2 separate regions of the Mus musculus genome follow, and region 1 is linked to region 2. A link is a contact called in public HiChIP or PLAC-seq data. All regions are on one chromosome and are shown on one strand. Each heading gives the region's core, a stretch centred on a gene start, on an enhancer-like site or on the middle of the called end of the contact. The rest is flanking DNA. Distances are from core to core; before and after follow the strand shown. Region 1 overlaps Nrde2 (nrde-2 necessary for RNA interference, domain containing). Region 2 overlaps Tdp1 (tyrosyl-DNA phosphodiesterase 1).

Evidence for each region. HiChIP or PLAC-seq counts read pairs in DNA pulled down with a chosen protein or histone mark.
Region 1: a contact with region 2 is called in an H3K27ac HiChIP or PLAC-seq map of embryonic stem cells, with 5 read pairs. The contact joins two enhancer-like sites. A contact is called at or near these places in 1 of 484 Hi-C or Micro-C datasets (bone marrow-derived macrophages), 2 of 115 datasets of contacts at active chromatin or transcription factors (embryonic basal ganglia and embryonic stem cells) and 2 of 9 other capture datasets (adipose tissue and liver).

Annotation. Positions count from the first base shown.
Region 1 is chr12:100,136,103-100,140,005 of GRCm38.p6, forward strand. Nrde2 (nrde-2 necessary for RNA interference, domain containing) reads right to left here. Exons shown (of 14, transcript NM_001290303.1): 7 at 3,903; 8 at 1,556-1,676. Among named protein-coding and RNA genes, the nearest start is that of Nrde2, 22 kb to the right of the region's middle. Within about 2 kb of position 1,584, at least 6 of the 459 cell types and tissues checked have an H3K27ac peak or open chromatin away from gene starts, as enhancers often do. A contact at or near this core is called in embryonic stem cells, where this site is marked.
Region 2 is chr12:99,922,503-99,926,265 of GRCm38.p6, forward strand. All of the region lies in intron 13 of Tdp1 (tyrosyl-DNA phosphodiesterase 1), which reads left to right. Among named protein-coding and RNA genes, the nearest start is that of Tdp1, 40 kb to the left of the region's middle. Within about 2 kb of position 2,114, at least 64 of the 459 cell types and tissues checked have an H3K27ac peak or open chromatin away from gene starts, as enhancers often do. A contact at or near this core is called in embryonic stem cells, where this site is marked.

The DNA of each region.
Region 1 (3,903 bases), core at 334-2,833, 210 kb after region 2:
CACCAGCACCCAGGTATGGCAGTGTACACCTGTAACACCGTCAATGGGGTCGGGGAGGAGAGGAGGAAGAGGCTTGGCAGATCCTGGGGCTTGCCGGCCAGTGAGTCTAGACAAAGTGAGATGCTCTAAATCCCGTGGCAAACTTTGTCTCTAAAACAAGGTGGGAAGCAACAGAGGCTCCCACACATGTTCACACATGCACCACCTATTCATACCTACACACACACACGCATCTATCACATGCACACACAAACGATGATTCCATTTATAATATTATATAGCAAAACTGATCCCTGTGTTCAGTAACTATGAAAAAGGAAGGATGGTTGTGGCTAAAAACAGTGGCAAAAAAACCCAACGCAAACAAACAAACAAACAAACCCCCCAAAGCCTTGCTGTGATGAAATCGATCTGTCATCACTGTGAGGGAGAAGACAAAGTGGGCTCAGTCATGGCCCACCCGTGTCCACGGCAGCACCAAAACTGATGAAACTGTCTGGTACACACACAGACACATCCATATATGCACACTCGTACACAAACACACACACACACACGTGTACACACACATGTACATGCACATATGTACACACAGACACACACAGGAACAAAGACTGGTGAAATCTGAGTCCACTCTGGACAGGACGCACTATCACTCTCTATACCTGTTTTCCAGGTACATACACATCTACAAGTACTTCGAAACTAAAAAGCAAAGTGCTAACAATTTAAGTGGAAAGCGAGGTTCCCACTGCATGCTGTCTTGCCCAGCTCTGGCTGGCGTCTGACCAAGCACCTTTTCCACTGGGGCCTGCCCTCTTTTTGCTCCTGGAACTGTGGCTAAAAGACTGGGAGCCAGAAGTCTGCCTGTTTTCCTACTGGCTGGCTCTGTTACGGGTATAAACCTAGAAAGCACTTTGGAATGACAACTGTGAAGCTAGTTGCCTCTTTGTTCCTTAAGAGGCAAGAAATTTGTCAAAATTTGTTAGTGTGAACATTGACCAAAGACTACCTTAAATCTACGCCCAGAAGGATGGGAAGTAGGAACTAGCGACACTCCAGCCACTTGAGAAGCAACTTGGAAAAGCCCTTCTCTCCAAGAGTGGCTTTCACGTCTACACTGACGCTCCCGGAGTGATGGTTAACGTTTTCTTTGCTGTTTATTATTGAACCAATAAAGTCTGTGAACCCTTAGAAAGAAAGAAAGAAAGAAAGAAAGAAAGAAAGAAAGAAAGAAAGAAAGAAAGAAAGAAAGAAAGAAAGAGGAGGGGAGGGGAGGGGAGGGGAGGGGAGGGGAGGGGAGAAGGAAGGGAAGGGAAGGGAAGAAGGAAGGAAAAGCCCTTCTTCCTCTGGAGGCCTCAGACCCTCAGGTGCTTGGAATGCTGCATGCTGGGAGTTGGAGCTCAGAGCTTGGCGGTCCAGCGCCTGATTAAATCCTGACCCTCTGACTCTTGCAGCACTCCTAAGCTGCCTCACTAAGCATGAGAAACAATCCTGAAGTGGGAAAACCCAGCCCCAGAAGAGAAGGCACGCCCCTGCCCTCTGAAGCACTTACCTGGGGTGATGAGCACCCAGCCACCTCGCTCCTGTTGGTGCATCCACGCCCGCCAGCCTCGGGCTCCCTTCTCCCCAACGCGTGGTTCTCCGCTGTCCCAGAAGGGCTCAAAGAATTCCACCTGGATCAGGTTTAAAGGACAGAAATTAGGCCAACCACAACAAAGCTCCCAAGTGCGTCTCTGGACCACAGGATCCCTGAAATACCATACAACCAATGTTCAAAGGCACACATGGCAAACAGAGGAGTTATTTCGGCAGGCAGCCTCCAAATGGGCCCCCTCACTCCACCCCTGCCTTGGTGTACAGCTCTAAAGTGTGAGCTGGACATGGTGACTCCTTAGATCAGCATATAGAAAGGCTGCTCAAGATTTGGTGACAAGAGCCTGCAGCTGGGTAGGAAAGCACTTCCCAGTCCTCACCCTGCCGGTGCGGTCTAACCACTGCCAGCCCCACTCATGCCGCCTGACCCACCACCTGACCCCTGAAGTCATGTTGTTTTCAGGACATTGGAGAGAACGGGAATTCAAATTTTCAGCAGGACAGACTGAGCTCTTGGAGGGACAATCGCATCTTAAGTAACTGCTTAATGTTAAGATCTAGCTCAGCACACAGCAGGAACTCAATAGATGCCTTTGGCACAGCTGAGTGGAAGGAGGGTAGCTGTGGGACAAAGCCACACAAAGTGCATCTGGAGGCCAGGCCCTGGTGTCGCCTGGACTTGAGAGCAGCAGTGTACGGAAGCAGCTTGCAGGCAGGCAGTCATACCCAGGAACAGAGCAGACATAGCACTGGGCAGGGACTGACTTATGATCTGATTATCGACTAGCAACAGGATTTCCAGGAGCCATCTTCTCTAATGATACTCTAAAGGAACCTTTGGAGGGCGAGCAGGTTTCTGGGGAGCACACCACAGGCTGACAGTTGCAGGGCGTGTCCTGAGGGGAAGAATCCCTCCAAGAGTCACAGGGCCAGGCGAGATAGCCTCAGAGAGCATATGAGGGCCAGTCACCTGCGGGAAATGGGATGGAAGACTACAGATGGGCTTCTGAAACAGTGACTTGAAAATAAACAAATAGCCGGGTGGTGGTTAATCCCAGCACTCCTTTAATCCCAGCACTCGGGAGGCAGAGGCAGGTGGATTTCTGAGTTCGAGGCCAGCCTGGTCTACAGAGTGAGTTCCAGGACAGCCAGAGCTACACAAACCCTGACTCAAAAAAAAAACAAAATAAATAGATAAATAAATAAATTAATTAAATTAAACAAATAACTCAATGCCTACCAAGTGTAAAAGGCCTGGGTTCAAACCCCAGTACTGCCAAAAATAAACAAAAACTACACTCAAGCAAAGGCTGACTTTTTAAGAGTGTGATATGTGTTTATAACCTGAAACAGACCCTTGTAGCAGCCTCTGCCTGTTTTGTCCCATGTTTATGGTGAAGGTATCTCTCAGCTAGACAGGTAGTTCTCTGTATGCTGGCTTGCAGACGCTTAGGGAGCTGTGCAGCTGGGATTTAACATCTCCATACCATGGCTTGGGGCTCTAACAGAGCAGAGCAGGAATCCTTGAAACGTCACCATCAGGCGCAGTGCTGTGCCCACCACACTGTTCACACCACTGATCAAGAGCCTCAGCAGAGGGGTGAGAGAAGAATTCAGACCCTCACCACAGTTCCCAAGTTACTCCTGAAGCATAGTGTAGACTTAAAACATCACAGCACATTTTAAAATTGCTCTCTATAAAAGCTAACTAAAAATTAGCTGTGCCAGTATTATCAGGTTGAATTCTTTAATCCCACTTTGTCTAAAGGTAGCATCATAATAAAAATGTCTTCACTGCCAGTTCACATGAGACCTTAAGTTCCCAAAGATTCTCCTTTGGGCTCACCATGAGCTCAGATGTTCTCGCTACCTTCCCCCAGACCCTTTCACAAAGCAGAGAGCCAAGCTTTTTCAGTGGACAGAGAGAAGTGGCTATTTTACAGCCATGTGGCTCTTATGCTGTGTCATGTCACCAAATGGCAGAGACTGGAAATGTCTTGTCACCTTAAAGATGAGCCCCTTCTTGGTGAGGACTGCTGCCAAAATGTCCACGTATAAGATCAAGCAGCAATTGTAGGCAATGGAGAGGTAGCAACACAACCCAGCCAAGAAAGACAGAGTGACACGTCGGTCAAAATGGCATCACGACTATGGAGACAGGCTGCATTTGTGGTAAGCAAGCCTATCAGTGTACTTTGTATGTGGGAGCAGAGGTCCCCTTTCTCTACCCAGCACACCCCACTGCCATCATGAAGGGAATCTTCCCTGGTCACTGGAATACTTCTGAGACATAGAGTGTGCCATACC
Region 2 (3,763 bases), core at 864-3,363:
CTAGGGGATCCAACACTGTCTTCTTGCTTCCATGAATTTCTGCATATGCATAACATACACACAAGCATGTTTGGAAACACACACATACACTCATACACACACACACAAATCATTTTTAAAGACTTGTCTAAAACTACATTAAAAAAAAAAAAAAAAACCTCAGTTTGAGGCTAATTTGATAATCGATAAGAATTACCCAACTTCAAGACAAGTACTTTCTGCACGCCTTTAATCAGGAGGCAGAGGCAAGTAGATCTCTGAGTTCAGGTCCAGCCTGATCTACAGAACTAGTGCCAGGACATGCAGAGCTACACAGAGAAAACCTATATCAAACAAGCAAGCAATCAAACAAACAGAAGACAAGTGCTTTCGACCAAGTATCTGTATTTCAGAAACTTAAAAGCTGGCAGTCTAGTTTATAGCTAGTTTGACACTAGCTGGCTATTTTCTCTTTTGTCTGGCTGTTTGCTTCTATGGCAGGTTCTTTATGGTCTTAATAAGATTTTCTTTCCATCTGTTTTGATCCGACCATGAAATCATCCCTTGTGCGATGAGCATCCTGTTGTTAACGGAAATTACCAGTACATGACGACAAATACAGTCACCACATTTTCACTGCAGCATCAAGTAAGCAAGAGGCTGGGCTTTAGGAAGAAACCTTGACTAAGGAGATTGGGCCTTAGTGTAGCTGGCAAACCTGATGAGAACAATTATGGAAGCTATGCATTGTGGGAGGCAAGAAATAAGGTGGTTACTAACACTGGCTGGAGCACTGTTATGGTTGCCTAGCAACTGACAGGCCCTGTTTGATAGAGATTGAGCAGAAATGTTGGTGCTGCCACTCGGAGAAAACGAGACAAGTGCTTGACTACAAAATCGCTGTTGGCTTTTCGGAGACTCACAAAAGGCATCCTCCTTGCCTGCAGTGCTGTTCTGTTCTTCTCCTCCCTGCTGTCTGATACTTAGAGTGTGAGACACCGGGCTTTTGTCCCTTCCTTTGTCTGTGGTTTTGGGAGGAAATCAAATTGGATCACACAAAAGAACACTTGTAGATGCTATTGAGTAGACTTGGTTGCCTGGTGCTCCCAAGATAACCAGGATTCTTTGGTATGCCTCACATACTTTGTTACGAATAATGTTATCAGCCCTACAGTCTGCAAGTGATTCTCTTTGTACTTTAGAGATGATTCAGGGCCACAGACCACCTTCGCTTTCTTGCATTCTGGTACAAGCAGAGCAAAGACAGCATTTCTTTGTTTATGCCCGTGTGAGCCAGCCTCCAGAAACATTATCCCTGGTGAGAAAATGTTTGAGGCTGTCCCCTAGGGCCTGAAGGCCCTTTGTGTGCTGACACTCCTAGTCATGAGGTATACCGCTGGCTCGAGATGGAATGCTGTATGTAGTCCCCCACCAAGGACTGGCCTCCAGAGAAAGCCCGTATAGATTAGCTGTGCCTTATACAGCATATGTATACTATGTGCCAAATGATCCAGTGTGAAAGAGAGACCTGAAATTCAGGCCCAGATCATCCATCATAGATATTTTGTGCTTAAACCTTGATTATGGATGATAAATAAGACAGGTGTGGCCCTTACCCCCAGGAGCTTGGAGACTAGTCAGTGTCATCCCACTGACCTCTGCTCTGAGAACGGCACTGCTGGGCTGAAGCTTTGGGAAGAGCTCACAGACCCCTTGCCTGGTGAAGCGGCAGCTGCCCAGCCTCCCCCCTCCCTTCTGTTCCTGCTGCTACTGGGCGAGAGCTCAGTGATCTCCCTCCAGGCCCACTACCAGGTGTGCCCTGGCTTCCCACCCAGCTTGATTTTAGTTTCTGGCCCAACCAGACACAAGTCTGTAATCCCAGCTACTTAGGAGGGCTAAGGCAGGAAGATTACAGGTTCATAGCCAATCTGGGCTATGTAGTGAAACCCTGTCTCAAAATTAAAAAATGAAAAGAAGGGTGGGGATATAGTTCAGTGCCTTATATATGTGTGACCCTCGGTTTAACCTCCAGTACCACGCCCCCTCAAAGTTTTCCGCCGTAGCTGTAGCTTATGGCCTCTGCCGAGCAAGTGAGGCTGCCGTGCAGTCACTGGGCCTGCAGGGAAACAGCACATCAGAATAGTGAGTACGCAGAGCAGCGAAACCACGCCCTGCATATCCAGGAAGCAGAGCGGGAAGCAGAGAGACTAGAGCCTCAGAATCTCCTTCAAGGGCCTGCATCCAATTACCTAAAGACCTCAGACAAGGCCACCTCCCAAATCTTTAGCTCATGGACATTTGGGGCACACGTGGCCAAATCTTACTACTCATCACATCCTCTCCTGAAGCTGCATGCAGTGTTTCCCTGTGAGAGTGAGCTCTGTCTCCACTAACCCTCCTCCCTGCTGTCCGTCCATACCCCATGGACAAACCTAACTGCCATAGTATAAGCACACACTGAACACACACACACAGCACCTGATCAAGTGATCAGTAGTCACAGATCAGCCATCAATATCCCATCCCAAGGCCTATACAACCAGCATGCTACCCCTAGTAGTGTGCTCGCAAATGACAGAAGACATGAGTAAAAGACTGACCAATCATAGGACACTTAACAGTGTCGGACAAGAGAACCAGATGACAGGCTGGGGTGCCATTTGCTCTTGCATGATGTGGCTGACTTTGGTATGAACAGACTGGGTGTTTAGAAGCCAGGGAATTTCAAATACTCAAGAAATGTCAGCTGCCAGGATGTGACTAGAAAATAGGCACTGAATGAGCATGCAGAGGTGTTTTTAGGAGAGCTCTGAAGTTCTTGTCATCATACCCCAACAAAGCCTGGCACAGAACACATACCCAGTAGACAACTTGTTGAATACATGAACAGAGGCACGACACACAAAAAACCTGTCGGGCAGCAGTGGTGAGTAAGACCCCCCGAAGTGGGAGCCAAATAGTGTTTCTCTCTGTAAGTCAGTTGTCTCGGGTCTTTTGTTACTCTGATGAATGAAATAGGCTTCAGCGATGGTTTAGGTAGAGGAAGGTCCTGAGTCATGGAGGCGGGGAGGAAATGAGCTGGCACAGAGCATCGTATAGGAAGGAGTGGGGAAGAACCTAGAAAGTTGTTGGGACCAGCTTTGGAGGTAAGCAACAGATTTTAGACTTTCTGGTTAGGGATCACTTAAGGCTTTCAAACAAGAGAGCCAGGTGATCCACAGGGCTTCCTTAATATTACTGAGAGTGTCTAGTATTCAGATCTATTGTAACTGCCATATTTGTGGTACATTTCACTGCTGGCTTCCTGAGATCTCCATGGCCTCTATTAACCTCTCTGGATGTAGAAACAAGTGTAGGGAAGTCTGCTCATCTCCTAGATGGTTGAGCTGGATCTTGGATCAGCCCTTTGTTTCATCTACATTATACTGTTTTTCGGGAGTCCATCTGTGGATGGACTAGGAGAACAGAACGTGAAGGCAGGAAGCCCTTTGGATATAGACTTCTAAACATGGGACCGTGCCTGACAGTGGAGTGTGGAGCCTAGGACTGAGGGTCAGAGTGGTAGCAGGCTGATATGATGTGATTTCAAACTTTGTCAGGCTCTGAGCTGGTTATAAGCCCCAACCGAGAAGGCTGTTCCCCAAGCTGTCTCAGTGGATGTCGTAGCAAGCTAGTAATCTCTCTCAATAATTCTTGGCACTATTCTTTGTAAAGCTCCAGCGGACTGTGCCACTATGAGACCTAAGGAAATGAAGCCAAGGTACCAGGCTTCATAAACCCAGGG